Linked DNA regions of Mus musculus: all the other regions are linked to region 1. A link is a contact called in public HiChIP or PLAC-seq data. All regions are on one chromosome and are shown on one strand. Each heading gives the region's core, a stretch centred on a gene start, on an enhancer-like site or on the middle of the called end of the contact. The rest is flanking DNA. Distances are from core to core; before and after follow the strand shown.

Evidence for each region. HiChIP or PLAC-seq counts read pairs in DNA pulled down with a chosen protein or histone mark.
Region 2: an H3K4me3 HiChIP or PLAC-seq map of embryonic basal ganglia shows a contact between it and region 1, with 2.5 times the contacts expected there. The contact joins two enhancer-like sites. A contact is called at or near these places in 1 of 15 datasets of contacts at CTCF or cohesin (the NIH/3T3 cell line), 5 of 115 datasets of contacts at active chromatin or transcription factors (embryonic basal ganglia, embryonic stem cells, forebrain and 1 more) and 1 of 9 other capture datasets (embryonic stem cells).
Region 3: a contact with region 1 is called in an H3K4me3 HiChIP or PLAC-seq map of embryonic basal ganglia, with 2.6 times the contacts expected there. The contact joins two enhancer-like sites. A contact is called at or near these places in 3 of 484 Hi-C or Micro-C datasets (embryonic limb bud, ganglionic eminence and nephron progenitors), 5 of 115 datasets of contacts at active chromatin or transcription factors (embryonic basal ganglia, embryonic forebrain, embryonic limb bud and 2 more) and 1 of 9 other capture datasets (embryonic stem cells).

Annotation. Positions count from the first base shown.
Region 1 is chr12:54,049,932-54,054,993 of GRCm38.p6, reverse strand. All of the region lies in intron 9 of Npas3 (neuronal PAS domain protein 3), which reads right to left. Among named protein-coding and RNA genes, the nearest start is that of Gm35818, 89 kb to the left of the region's middle. Within about 2 kb of position 1,898, at least 11 of the 459 cell types and tissues checked have an H3K27ac peak or open chromatin away from gene starts, as enhancers often do. A contact at or near this core is called in embryonic basal ganglia and stem cell-derived neural progenitor cells, where this site is marked.
Region 2 is chr12:53,564,241-53,569,302 of GRCm38.p6, reverse strand. All of the region lies in intron 3 of Npas3 (neuronal PAS domain protein 3), which reads right to left. Among named protein-coding and RNA genes, the nearest start is that of 1700030L22Rik, 250 kb to the right of the region's middle. Within about 2 kb of position 2,327, at least 8 of the 459 cell types and tissues checked have an H3K27ac peak or open chromatin away from gene starts, as enhancers often do. A contact at or near this core is called in embryonic basal ganglia, where this site is marked.
Region 3 is chr12:53,620,996-53,626,057 of GRCm38.p6, reverse strand. The region is part of intron 3 of Npas3 (neuronal PAS domain protein 3); the gene reads right to left. Among named protein-coding and RNA genes, the nearest start is that of Gm35614, 210 kb to the left of the region's middle. Within about 2 kb of position 2,182, at least 25 of the 459 cell types and tissues checked have an H3K27ac peak or open chromatin away from gene starts, as enhancers often do. A contact at or near this core is called in embryonic basal ganglia and stem cell-derived neural progenitor cells, where this site is marked.

The sequences.
Region 1 (5,062 bases), core at 649-3,148:
GTGATGGGGTTGATTCTATTTAGTTTAGTTGACTTAGGTGGAATAGATGATTTAGAAGTATTGATTTTATTTTTTTGGATCATGTTTTATAAGAGCTGTTTTTAAAAGGACTATTTTTGATGTTGTATTAAAAAACACATAACAAAAGTAGCTACTACCTGAACTGGCAACCAGGGACGACAGTCCACTGGAGAGTTGAATTTATCAGTCAAATCAAAGTTGTAGCTTGCTCTCTGGGGAAAGCGATTTTGTATTCCATGCTTCTCCACACTTCTCTACTCCTGGAATGCCCTTGATACTCCCTGTATCTCCTGCCATCTTGGCTTCTTACCATCTATCCTCTTTCTAGGGCTAGGAAGTGTGCCTTGTCTGCGGCCTCTGGGGCTTCTTTTCCAGCTTCCCTTTGGATGTCCCCGCTTCTGGGATCTCTGTATTTCATTCATACATCTTAATAGTCTTCATTGTATGTTATATATTCAGAGTTGGCTGTCTCACGCTATCTTCCCCACCAGTATGTAAGCTTGGATGCCTTATTTTTAAATCTCCTAGTAATACCACAAGGTGTCGTATATGGTAAAAGTAGTCAGAAATGTTACATGAAGGAGAACAGGGAAAATATCCCTACTCTTATTCACACATGTAATAAAGTATTCATAGGAAAATATTACCCTGGGGAGAAACATCAAAGATTTCCTTTTCCTTCCTAAGCTAGACATCGTTACTTTTAATATAGTGTGTGTGCATGCGAGTATACCATGGACACGGGCTGCCTGCACAGGTCCCTGAAACTGGAGTTGCAGATAGGTTTTAGCCACCCTGGGTGCTGGGAACTAATCCCAGGTCCTCTGCAAAAGGAGCAAATTTATTTATTTATTTATTTATTTATTTATTTCCACCGAGCCATCTCTCCGGTTCTAGTTTATATCATTTTTAAAAAGTCAAGTTTATCAGATAATTATACACTCGTTTCATTTGAACATTGATTGAGATACCTTCAATCAGTGTGCTTACGTGCCACTATCATCAACGAAATCACTCCAACTCTAGAGGAAAAGGAACTTGAGCTGATTAGTTGGTTTGTGTTGACTCCTAAATGCCAGCCTGGTCAGCATTGCTCAGTCTTCACACTGAAGGGAGTTGGCAAGCGATCGTGGACTTACAAACCCTGGGCTCTGATTCAGTATATTTGGCATGGGCCTGAAGCAGTACATGTGTGCAAGCTCTTTGCACATGTCCACACTGCTCATGAACAGGCTGACACCCGAGACAAGCACTCGACTGGTGAGCAGTCCCACTTGCTGGCTTTGCTCTATGTACTTGCCTGCCATGGACTTGAAAAGCCCAAAATCAACACTTGCCTCAAGAAGAAAGATACAAACTACTAACCCTAATTCATTCCTGCCTAGAAACCCGGTGCTTTCTTGCCGGCCTGTGGCAGTGTCTGCGGCTAAGGAACAGACAATGTAGATCCACTTGGCTTTCGGGAGAAAGGCAGCTGTGGTAGCTATTCACTGTGTTTTCTTCCATGGGAATTTTCATATTCATAAGGGAGAAGAGAAAAAAAAATCACTCACTTTGGGAAAAAGTCCAGGCAATGGCCAGGTTGTAGCAAAATCCCTGAAGACCCAACCCAGAGGAAGCACTGAGATGAGTGAACAGTGGAGATCCCCTAGTGCAATCTGTCGTTGGCCCACCCATCAAACTTTATTCCTTCCTGTCTTCCCTCACTTGCCTCTCCCTTTCCTGTGAGCTATGGCTGCATACCCAAATCAACAATTAAATTCCCCCTTTGTTTGTGTGGCAGATGACAAATGCATGGAGGACATCTTGTGTTGCCTAGGCAGGCAGGGCACTTACTTTGATTGATGTTCAGTTGTAGAAAAAAATGAGCTGGGAAGGAATTACAATGGAGGGCCTGCAGACTGGAAGGGGATATACTAATTAGTCCTGCATTAAGCAGTCTGCTTGCATTTGGCGATGAGACGCCTTCAGGAGGGAAGTGTAGGGGTTATTGATGCAAAACAGCATGGAATGCATTATGCCAGGTAGCTGTATAGTCACGTTGCTAAAAAATGTATTAAGAAGCAAGCAGTATGGCTACCGTGTGTTGCTTGAACACTCGCCCTTAAGTATAGTGGGTCAGCCACCCGTTTTATTTCCACTTGGTCCTGTAGGCAACAGGGCAGGCCTTTTGTTTCTCTGGAAAGGCATTTGGAGGTTTTGTCATCCTGGAGGGGAAGCAGCCACTGTCTGTAGCTCACGCTTTCTTTCTTTGAATCCCACTGCAGAGTCATTGAGTGTTGCCGGTGGAACACGATGTCACCAGGTGAAAGAAAGACAAGTCTCTTGTCTCTCCGTAAGGTTTTAGAGAGTTGTTGATCTGACCTAGGAAGAACCCTAGGGGCTGGATCAAGAAAACAGCTCAGACTCTAGGCGAAGGCTTCATCAGTAGCAATAAAGACAAATGCCAAGCATATGCCTGCATGTGGCTTAGCCGTCCATGCTTTAGGTTATAGGCAGACAGAGTGCTGTGTGCTGAAACATCGTATAATTCAAGGGTGACCCAGGTGCTCTTAGGTAGCTGGAACAGGTGATCTAGGGGACATGAATGGTCATCTCCAGGTTACGGTCTCCTGAGCAATGGAAGACGAGAGGGCAGTGCAGAGAGAAAGGTCCCCAAATAATCACTGCCATATGCAGTTTAAAATTCAAACCCTGAAATGGTGATTTAGCCAATTTGACCTGAAGAACCAACGAAACTGGGCTTAATGAAAAGAAGTCACAGAGGTCTTTTGTCACAGTGGGAAATAAACAGACTTGAAACTCCCTTGACTTTCAAGCCATGGTCACTAGGGAGACTAAACGTGCACTCCTGGTAATCCTCCTGCCTCAGCCTCTCCACAGGGATGTCAGATGCAAGTCACCAAGCCTTGCTAACAATGTGACACTGTAGGTGGAGATCTATCTAGCTAACACCAGGTACCTTGAACCGGCCCAGTGGGAGGCAGGTGGCCTTGTGTTCTCCGTGTCCTTTCAGAGTCATGAGATCCTGGTGCAGCGGAAGATCTCTCTTTACTTTTCTGATTCTAGGGACACGTTCATTTATGGATTTACAGGCACCTATGCTGAGAAGAGATGCCAATGATAAAGGCAGGATTTCTAGTCCTCAAAGACATCTGAGCCCCCTCTTCTTTAAGTCTTATCTGTGACTCAGAGCACAAGACAGATATCAGAATATCTGAAGTATGATCAGATGTCTGAAACCCACCTTTCACAGACAGATCCAGGAACTGTGCCAATAGCTCTAGGAAGAAAAGCTAAATAGTTAATGTGGTTTATTTTTTAACCACCCCTTTGTTTTAGAATTCTATCTTATTCTTGAACTGAGTCTATGTCACTGTGACCTTCTCCTGCCAGGAAGGCACAGTTGAGGCCTCCTTCAGTAATAGCCTAGGGCTTTGGACAAGGAAGATGCTGTGCTGGCTTCTTGCCTTTCCTTCCAGTGTTTACACAACCAAGGCTTATTACATGCTCTGTCATTTTGTTACTGGGCTGGCTTTGGTCTGAGAATTAGGTAAACATCAGACATTCCATCACACAATTTCAAACTCAATCTTACTTTATAATGATGTTAATGTTTATTGTACCAAGTGGGATGCATTTGTATATTTCAGCATCTTATTTCAGTCAGAGAATGCAAAACCTGACATTGGAATCAGCTTGATGTGTGTGTGTGTGTGTGTGTGTGTGTGTGTGTGTGTGTGTGTGTGTGTGAGAGAGAGAGAGAGAGAGAGAGAGAGAGAGAGGGGGGGGGGGATTGAAGATATTAAGCACTACAAGAACATTGGAATTTCAATCTGATTAGGATCAAAATTCTGCAGGATCAAAACAGTCCTTTTCCTCCCCCTACAGTTTGACTAATTGTGCGCTACTTGACATTGTGTGAGGTTACTCCACAGCATGATAGCTAAACATGTGAAGTATATTTTGCTTTACAGAATTGTAAGGCCATTCTGTTTGTTTTTTATGTGTTTAAGGTTATTAAAAGAACTCAAAACGAGAAGGCATGTATATGTGTTAACAGTATGAACTCAATCATTGTTAGCAGGCTAAGTCATAAAGCAATAGCCAGTATGTCAATGTCAGGTAATGAAAAAAAAAAAATCACAGAATTTGAAAGCATACTGTCTCTGTTTATCATCGGCCAAGATAGCAGAAGAATTCGGAGAACCTCATGATGGTAGATGGTAGTGTAGTTTGTTTTCTAGCACTTATAAATTATTCTGGCTTCTGAAAATAAGACAAGAGTGGCTGGGACAAAAATGACATCAAGCACATGTATTGGGGATGATTGCCCCTTGGGAAGAAGTGAGCTGCCTGGCCTCAAACTCCTCTGGAATTGTGTTTCTTCAAGTTGTATATCAACATGGTGTTTTCCAAATAAGGCTCAAGGATGACAAAGTTCTTTTACAACCAGCACCAGGTTTCTGAATTTAGACCTCAATTAAGGCTCCCAAATGAGAAATCACTCCCTGCTCCGGCCCCCACCCCATCTCCTCATCCCGTCTCTCCTCTTCCTTGCCAACATGGAGGTAGGGGTAGGGTAGTGTCTTGAAAACAATATATTCATTTAAAAAATCTATACCTCTGGACTGTGGCATTCCAGAAATATATCCACTGGTCTCTTCAGAGATCTGTATTTTTTTTTTTTTTTACATTTTTTTTCCCCTGAATTCCCAGCAACAAAGAACCTGATGCTTCTGTTCAGGAAACAACATCATTTTCCTCCCCAATTAATTGAAGAGCCATCTGCTTCTGTGATACATAACACCCATTCATTCTTAGCAACAAGTGTGCTCCCCGACTCCCTGGGGAGTGATACCAAGGCACGTGCCTAGCGTTGGGAGTAGATTGCACTAGAGAGCATCCTGTGTTCAGGCTGTGCCCAGAGACACAGATGTACAGAATCTGACATTGAATTTGATTCCATATCAGTGCTGCTAATGTAGAGTTAAAAACATCATAACATAGTGCTGATCACAGAGACACTTGGGCTAGCTCC
Region 2 (5,062 bases), core at 1,078-3,577, 490 kb after region 1:
CTTTATCATAATGCTTTGGGGGAAAGCATTTTAAAATAATGCGATCAATTTGGGGCCAGAAATGTGATCACTGCCTCACAATAGATATTATAAACAATATGAGAATTTAGTTGCTCCCAATGTAAGAGCTATAGCAGAGAGTCTTCATCCCCAGGATCACTAGACATAACCCACAGCTGATCTCTTACTCACACTGGCACGTACTATCTGGATATGTCTAGCAACTTTCAGGAATTGTGTTTATTTACAAATGCTTTGAATTTAGAATTTCACAGAAATCACAGTTAGGCGTCTTTTCAAACACAGAGTACCAGTTATAGGAAGAAACAATAGTTCTTAAGCTTTTTAAAATACAACATAAATCCAGCTCTCTACCAGATGGAAGAGCTATCCAGGGGATGGCACAGACAGCTCTTCTCTACCGTTGCGCCTGGTTTTCTCTGACATGTGTTGACTGCCCTTTAAGATGAGAAGAACATGAATGAGAAATATTTTATCTTTAAAGCTGCACTTTATTCTACAAATGATGTAAAGGAGTTTATAAAGACATAAACAGCACAGCATGACATAGCATGCAAAGAGAAGATAATAAATATATGTGAGGAAAGGAGGAGAATGAGGAGCTAAGGGGGAGGCAACGGGGATATTAAGCAGGAACATATGTGCCAAGAACTCTCTGAGCTGGACAAGAGTGACGTCACGACTCACAACTTCCTGCTCCATGCAAAAGCTACAGTGTATTCTCACACTAGAGACTCAAGAGAAACCTAACTATTATTTTGTAAACCCATAGAAGCTTCTTCCCATTGGCTTCCAAGTCAAAGGCAGTCTGATATCTGATTCCCGTGTTTCTGGAGAAAGCACAATGATTAGCTTCGTTTCCATCTTTATGCTGGCTGATGTTCTGAATGCCAAGGCTGATCCCATAACACAATGACGTCCAAGAAATCCTCTAGCAAACCAAGTTGATAGAATATGGGATAAGGTTTTCCTTCCGATAGAGTGTTAAGAGCCATCATTAGAAGACTAGCAAGTGAGAATGAAAAACTCTGCTATGAAGGTGAGTGGGAATGTGCACTCAGATGATTCCTATCCCTCCTGTGAATTCTTGAAGTGTAGTTTGTGTTAGTGTGTATGATTTGGCTTCTACAAATACATTGGTAGTGCCAGAGTACACTTCAGTGAGCTTGGGTGACCTCAACTCGATTAACAGAAGAAGGAACACTCCATGAGCTGGGCAGTGGTGACTCACGCCTTTAATCCCAGCACTTGGGAAGCAGAGGCAGGCAGATTTCTGAGTTCGAGGCCAGCCTGGTCTACAGAGTGAATTCCAGGACAGCCACGGCTACACAGAGAAACCCTGTCTCGAAAAACCAAAATCAAACAAACAAACAAAAAAACCCAAGAAGGAACACTCCAGCACTCTGAGATAGCTTCTAAGGCCTGCGCCTCAGATATCCTACTTTTACTTACATATACATCAAAAAGTAAAACCAAAGCCAAATAATACTGCCTAGAGAGAGCTAGAGACCTTACCATAATGAAGAACAGCAGAATATTAATCCTGACTCCCAGTCACTTTTTCATCACCACCATGACATTTAACTCTCCAAATTTCTCCTTGATCACCTGTAAATCCTGAATATGGGGCGAGTCACAGCGCTCAGTGCTTATGTAACAAGGATTTGTCTGACATGAATCAGCAATTAGCACCAATATCCCATTTTTGTGCAGTCGAAGTACCCCTCTTCAGAAGAGAGCACAGGATAGAGGCAAATGCAGAAGGGTCTAAACCCTTTTATCTTTTTTTTTTCCCCCAGAAAGGAGCCACAATTATAAGGGAAGTGAAGGAAGCTAGACCTCCACAATCTTCAATGCAATGCATCTTCAAAGGGATCTTCAAATATTTAGGAAGGGATCCCTCCAGAAGGACAGTGTAAGTCCGAGCTGTTACATATGTGATGGTAGGTAACACCTGATTTGGTATGGAACATCTATTCAGATGGGCCAAGATAATCATCTCAAATTTAGTTTCCCACATCCCAGCTGTAGGCCTACCATCCGATACCCTACTCAGCTCTGCTCCAGGCTAGCAGTCGAGCAGACTAGTTAAAAGACAATTAGTCCAATTTCACATTCTCTAGCAGCCGAAAAATTTCATGTTATTTCAGTCACAGTGGATGGATGCCAAGTTCACTGGAAGCAGCCCCGCTGATTTATCCAGTCCATTTTAATACTTTAGAAATACTGTTAAAACATGGCTGTCCTAATTACGCAGGGATCAACGCACAGTGTCCCTCTCACCCAGGATTCTCCCAGAAGGGCTGCAATCAGCTGCATTCCCCTTAATTTCACCATGCAATTCCAACTAATTTCATCCTAGTACAGTGCTGTCAGACAACTCCCATGCCTCTGCGGTTTTAATCGATTAGCTCAATGTCTCTATAATGCATCACCAGCTGCCAGGCACAGAACTGGACGCTCTGCAAGCGTTTCAGCTAAAAGACAGTTTAATTACTGTACCCGCTCCTCAAAGGCATAGGCACAAAGCCCTGGAATCAAATTATTAAAATATTTGGTGTCAACAAGCCACTTTATAACGGAGCAAACAATGACAATCCAAAAGATGGAAATAAGGAGAAAGTCTGTCTTTTAATTGTGAACAAGCTTTTTATGGACGGTAATATATTCAAGCAAATGGATGGCTTCAGATTCACTGTGTCTCAGAGGCAACTGCGATTGGGCCATTCTCCTACGACATACAAGAACAGGACTTACATATTTCACATTGGGAAAAAGAGTAAATGAGTCTGAGTCTGTCTTCTACTTTGAAGTCGTGGATTAATATAATTAGCACCGGCCTCTTACGCATCCCTTAACTGTCAAAGCTCACACAAGTCCAACTGAAGGACCTGTGGACAAAGCACACTATTAGAGGAGGACAGGTGACATGCAAACTGGGAAACTTCTAAAATAGATTCTAGTTTCTCTGCTTGTTATGACACAGCTTTAACTAAATCTAGCTGATAAAGGAACAAGAAATGCTGTCACAAAGGAAAACCACATTTGTAGCATGGCTTTACTGTGTTATAGGATTGTGACAAAAATAAACAACCAAGAGAAAAAACATTAAAATATATGTGTGCTGATTAATTTTACATCGATGTGACACAAGCTGGAGTCATCAGAGAGGAGGAAGCCTCAATTGAGAAAACGCCTCCATAAGATCTGGCTGCAGGCAATAATCCTATGTTGCATTTTCTTAATTATTGCTTGTTAGGGAATGGACCAGTCCATTTTGGGGGGCTATCCCTGGGGTGGTGGTCCTGTGTGGTATAAGAAAACAGGCTGAGCAAGCCAGTAAACAGTACCCCTTCGTGGCCTCTGCACCAGGAACCTTCCGCTTCCTTTCCTGCTTTCCTGTCCTTACTTCCTTTGATGATAAACGGTTACAAGAAACTGTGAGTAAAATAAACCCTTTCTCTCCAAGTTGCTTTGGTTATGATGTTTCATCACAGCAGTAGTAGCCCCAAATAAGACAATATGTTTCCAAAAAAAATCTAACACAAAAGACTCTGAAGATGGGGTTTAATATATTTAAGGCCAGCAAGAAAACTACCATTTCAGATCCCATTAGAAGGATCAAGGGAAGGTCTTTGCTTGTTGCTTATCTTTCATGAAAGAGTTCTATATATTAGTCTAGAAACAGTAGAAGTCACTGATTACAAATGAAGTGGTTCTCAAGAAATTTCCTAGACAAAACCCAGACAAAAACTGTACCTGGACCAATTATCCGACAGACAATAGAGTGTGGTATGGCTTCTTACTTCTTCAGTACTAGAGACACAAACCCAGTAAAAGACAAACATCAATAATTCATTTTTAAAAAATGTTCTGTGTAAGTGGTAACACATTACAGTTTGTTTTGGCTTTACTCTTGCTTTTTTAAGGTTCCTTTTAATTATAATTGCTAACTGGAGTCACACTTAGCAATGATGGCTAGAGTAGCTGCTGATAGCGTTCATTGAAACTGAGTGGACTGGCCCCCTAACAACCCCTATAGCAAGGAGGGAGCTAGTTAAATGCTTGTGAACTATATTTTAGAGTTTAGTTTAAAGCCTTAGAATATCCATTTTGGATTTCCTCAAAACTCCATCACCCTTCTTTTGTTTATATACTTTTCCTTCATTGGCCACGTGATTTTGGCTCAGTAAAGTATGTTTTATTTCTGTAAGTTGTCGAAATGCTTCCAATTGCATAATGTAGGAAGACCCACATATCATGGAAAGAGCAATCAGAAACAGACACATAGAGAATGCTGTTAGATTTCCCACTTTCTTCTAGCTGGTAAGAAAACCATGGTCAAATCCCAGGCCACTGATTTCATTGGCTGGCATTTTCTGTCTGTGGGGGATGTGAAGACCAACTCTAGCTGATCCACCTACATTCAGTTTCTACACCTAAGGCTCAGGAAATGTTGTAGAAAGGGGTTGGGGATGTGTTGTAAGAACCAGAACATTAGAAAAGTACCATCTATATATGACAGGGAAGCTATACCCATAAAATCTCAATAATGTGGCGGCCTCAATAAGACCCGTAGAACGAAACCACCAGTAGACATCCTAACTTGGATGGAGGAGATCTCATGGGGTCCTAGCACTAGTTGTAAAGTCCCAGGCAATTAATGGATGGTGAGAAAGGAAGAATTAGTCTTCTCTAGAATTTTAATTCAATTCTCAAAAAATATATAAATTCTCTGTAACTAAATATCATGCATGTATTATAAAGTCATATATATATATATATACATATATATATATATATATACACACACACATACACATTAGATATACAGTCATGAATTTGAGGGAGGAAGTGGGGTCCCATAGAAGGAGCTTTGGGGGAAGAAAAAGTAGAAATTATGAAAACACAGTACTTACATATGAAATTCTCAAAAAAGTTTTTAAATTAAAATGAACAAAGCAAACCTTTGTGTCCTTCCTGCCCATGAGAATTAAGTACGCTCAAGTTAACATTTTACAAAGAGCTTAACATTTTTAAA
Region 3 (5,062 bases), core at 933-3,432, 430 kb after region 1:
GTGAGACACTAATACCCTGCCAAGAGAGTTACAGCAAGGTCAAATGCCAGGAATCATGACAGTTTTCTAGAGCATACCTAACAAAGCACATGTTATTTCTATATGACTTTTTAATCTCTCGGTAGCAAATAATATTGTACACTGATAAAGCTTTTGATATGAAGAATTAAAGAATGTTGTCAGTGTGCTTATGCATAAACACCTCTTTCCTGTTATGTACTAGGTTGTATGTGATGTCGGGTCAGCTAGAAAAAAAATCTCAGAAATATAGTTACCCCCAAAATAAACTTACTACTTTCCATTTTAGCACTTTGTTCACCAATTCAATGAGCTATGATGTGAGCCTACTTTGCTAACTCGGTGCTTAGGAGGTATCACTACTTGAGTCCCTTTCTGCTTCAAAGGTATGTGTCCAAATGTCACTTAAAATATAACCCTGAAGATTTAACAGCATTAATCACATATTACAAATAGAAACAGTGAATGTTATTAGAGATAGACTATCTTTGATAGTTTACTACATAGCTTGAGCAAAATAATCTTTCTTGAAAATAAAGTTGCAGTTGGTATCCAGGGTTGTCTGGGGTGTGTGTGTGTATATATACATTTATGTATACATGTATTCATGCATTATATTTATGTGCATATTTTAAAATTTGCACTTACGGTCCCATTTCCAAAAATTAAAGATGGGAGATACTGGGTGGCTTGACTAAATCACCCCACCCAGTGCAGAGACATGTATGTAAATACTTTTACTAGGAATAGGAAGATCAGCTAAAGAACTCCATATACACATCTTAAAGCTAAAAATTAAAAAATTAATTTAAAAAAGTGATGGTGAATTAATTTTTGTTATTATATTTTAATGTGTAAAGGTGATTTTTTTTAAGTACATTTTGACCAGGAGCTTTTTTAAAACAAGTCTCCATATATGTCAGTCAAACAGAGCTCGGCGAGCTAGCATGGAGTCTATTAAAGGGGGAATAAGGTTCATGAATTTCAAGCATGGAGGGCTCTAATTACCTCATGCTCAAACTTTAACTACAAAACTCAGATAAATTGCTGCACTAAACCCATCGAGGATCCCCCACCTGATTGGTGCCAGCGGAGCATCTGAAGCTCGGTGAAGCTGATCCCAGAGAGCGTTTGCAAATCAGTCCCGAGGGACCCGGTCCTGGGCCTGTCCCTAATGAGTATGTAGGCATTACTTGGATGTTTTGGTAAAGCTACCCGGTAAATTAGGCCATCTGAAATTTTATTAGCCACAAAGCATTACAGCAGCCAGTCTCTTAGGCCGGGGATGCTGGGGGGGGGAATCGCTACTCTTAAAAGAATCTTCTAACCAGGTACCACGAATCTGTTGCAGGTCTTGGCTGGTAGTGGAAACATGAAACTAATTGGCTAATGGTTACAGCTGTCTCTTCAGTGCTTTTGTGCTTAGAGGTGTGACCCTGTCTCGGACCAATTTATGTAGACCCAGAGGGTGGTCCTATATTTATCCTAGTTCTGTGTATGAATTAAATACAAAAGGAAAGTGAAACAGCTGCATCTCTCTGTATGTAGCTAGGGTGTGACATGCTGAAACCTGAGTTTGTGGACTGACAGCCTCAGTTGGAAGACAGCAAATACTTGAGGCAGAGAGGACTGGAGAAGACAAACACTCTTCTCAAATATTCAAGACATCCATATTTTACCCAAAGAGGCACGGAGGAGAAATGTGACTCTTTCTCTGCCTGGTCTAACACCCACCATGGCTATTTATCTAGTAACAAACTTTTATAGACGTGAAATATTTGAAGAAGTCCTTTAGAAATGGCCTGAGGTGATTTCAAACTTAACAGACCCTGGCCCACCAGAGCTCATTACAGTGAATTTTATAACAAAGTGCCTTCTACTTAATTTTCAGAGCCTAGCCAAGCGTATGAGAAACGCAGCTGCATTAAGCGCAATTAATGGTACAATAAAAAGCAGCAGAGGGCTGTTTAACACCCAAGAAACAGCAGTAAACACTGGCTTCGTGCTCTCCTACGGGCAGTCATGTGGCAAAGGACCCGGGCTGCGAGACTTTCCTTCCAAAAGGGTAAATGCCTCTTGCTGCAACAAAGCACATCCTTCAATCCCTCCTCTCCAGCGCCATACAAAAGGCTAGAAAGTTGTTCCCGCCAGTTACACCACCAGCATCCTCACTCCCTTTGTGCAGGAGCCAACACAGCAAGCTCATATTCCCATCTGTGAGAGGGAAGGACAAACTCCATTGCACTAAAAAGGAGTCTAATAGCAAGTGACTCATACCATAGAAAGCGATTTGGCTTTAAATACTAACAAAGTTGACTGGCCAATGATGGAAAAAGGAAATGTCTTCAATCAGAACAGTTTTCAAACAAACCAAAAAAAAATTAGTTTATGGGCAAAAATAATTATAATGATGTTTGCAAACCTCTTTAATGATGAAAAATCACCACTTAGAATTTGATTATGAGAGACATCCAAAAATAAACAAAAGCCCCAGTGGTTGGTATGGTGGTGACTGCTGGAGGATTTGTCAGTCAGTCAGTGGGTTTGTCAATGATGCTGTGTCCTTACTGGGTCTGGCTGCAGATGCAGGCAGACCAGGGAATAGAAGAAGGATCATCAGATCATCCACGGACCGCTTAGCTACAAACATGAAAAGATGCTCTTATGTAACGTAGGTAGTACTGACACCCAATTTTTACACATACTCCTGTACGCTTTAAATCCTAAGCTACTAACAATAACTCAAAAATTTAAATACTAGGTAAACAATTGCTATACCGCATTTTTTACAGAATGACAAAAAAAATGAGATTACATGTTGTTGACTGTCATAAATGTACATCAAATGTTTTTTGTTTGTTTGTTTGTTTGTTTTGCATCTTGGAGAATTCATGGACAAAGAGCATGAGGATATGGAAAGCCAAGTATATTCAAGTTACTCCTAAATATAACCATTTTACCATGGGAAGCAGTTGATGATAATAACTGCGGTCTTAGCAGGCCAGTCTGAACTTGGGATCCCATCTTCCTATTTTCATGTCTGAATAAATTTGTGGTTTGGGCAATTTGAATAAGGTAGAAAATAGAGCTATCTTTGAGTAAACTCTCTATCAGTGGTCTAAGAACATGGCTAGGTGCTTGAGCATGTGGCTAATACTCAAGAGGCCCTGGATTTGAACTCACCACTGGGGTGGGGGGGTTAATGATGCCACAGGGGACAGGAAGTAAGAAGTGGAGGGAAATGTTGAGGAAAGAGGAGGAAGTCCCACAGCACATGAAAGCAGATTCTTCCTAATCCACAGCACAGACAATGGCTGGCCTGATACGGAAAGAGTGACAGACAGCTCCAGAAGTCATTTTGCTGAAAACGAGTTTCCGACCTTGAACAAAAATCTCCTGAGAACACTCGCACATACTCTGCTTTCTCTGTCCTCCAGGATTCAGTCTTGGTTGGAGGTGCTCATGGGTCATGAGAGGTGTGAGAGAGCTCCACCAGCTGTGGCATATGCAGGTGGGACCTCAGGCTGGCAGGCAGCAGGGCCTGAGTCTAGGTGATGCCCCTTCAGTGACACCTAACAAAATCAGGGTTCTGGGGCCAGTGAGACAGTCTAGCTGGTAAAGGTGCCTACCACCTGCATCTTGTCCCTATAACCCATATGGCAGGAAGGCAGAAGCGGCCCCTGATTTTCTATGGCCTCTGAATGGAAGCTGTGGCCTGCACAAGTGCACAGATTTGCATGGAATACCCAATATATAAAATAATAATTAAAAATATTTTATGTTGGAATTCTGAATACTCACTGGGTGAACAAAAAAAATGTGTATTTCAAGACAGATAAAGCACTAAAAAAATGGTATGAGCAATGCCAACTTTGCAACTGCACAGACAGAAAGAGACAGTGCAGCCTGGGCCCGGGGCCGCTGGGCCTGGGAATGAGTGGGAACAGTGAGCTACTATTTGAACATGGGTGTGTGTGCAAAAGAATTCGGCTATATTTTACCCTTCAGAAAACATACAAAACAAGATACATTTTTCAAAAATATAGCTCAACTCTGTTTCTAAATGACCTAAATTTGGCTAAACATAAGTCATTTGTGTTAATAGTTTCCAAATGAGGTATTCCATTACTAGCCCTCTCTCCTCAGAAGGTCTGCTCAATCCTGCTGTTATGTTCATGAAAACTGGCATCAATAGCTTCTCTATCAATGTAGGGCTTAAAGCAGTGTATCCATCTGCAGATAAGGCTTGACTGAGAACTGACCCAGGCCTATGCCCCATGCCTCAGTCCTGCCCACGCTGAAGGGCCCCACCCTGCAGGGGAGAAGAGTGTAAATTCTAGAAGAAGCAGGGCCAATTGAGATTGCAGCTCTTTACTGGCTGAGGCTTTAGGCAACTCACTGCTTCCTGCTAAGCCTTGCATTTCTCCCCTCCAAAGTGCTTACTAACTGCGCTGGTGTGGGAATTCACGCATGCAAAGAATGGGCAATGTGCTACTCCCAGTTGCAGATTGCCTGTCCACTTCTCTCCTGCTGTAGAAGAACTCTTGAAAATCGGGCATCTCCCAGGAGGACGGACTCCTCCTGTCTAGCCTTCCGGGGTTGCCGTTAGTCTATTCTCTTGGCTCAGACTACCTGTCAATCTGATTTCAGCTCATGCACACACCCTGCCATGCTAGCATCAAGCGAGCCACCCTTCCACCCAGGCAGCAGGAATAGTTGGAAGACATCTTGCCCAGTTCTGAGCTCTTCACACATATTCCAGACTGTTCCTTCTAGCCTATACTCTGGACCTTACTTGCAATTTCCCTTTTTGAGGGGGTTCATGCTTACAGCCCCAAATGCCAATAGGTATCCTTCCCAAATGCATCTAAGAAATGTTTGTATGTTTTTTTACGTTTGCCTTTTACTGTGTCAGAGGGAAAAAAACTGAATAACTCATTCAAAATGTGTCTGATTTAGCAAACATACTTGTTAGAAAGTGTGTGGGGGTTGGGGGAGATGGAAAGCCTTCCTAGCTCGAAGCACAGCAGCATGAACTGATGTC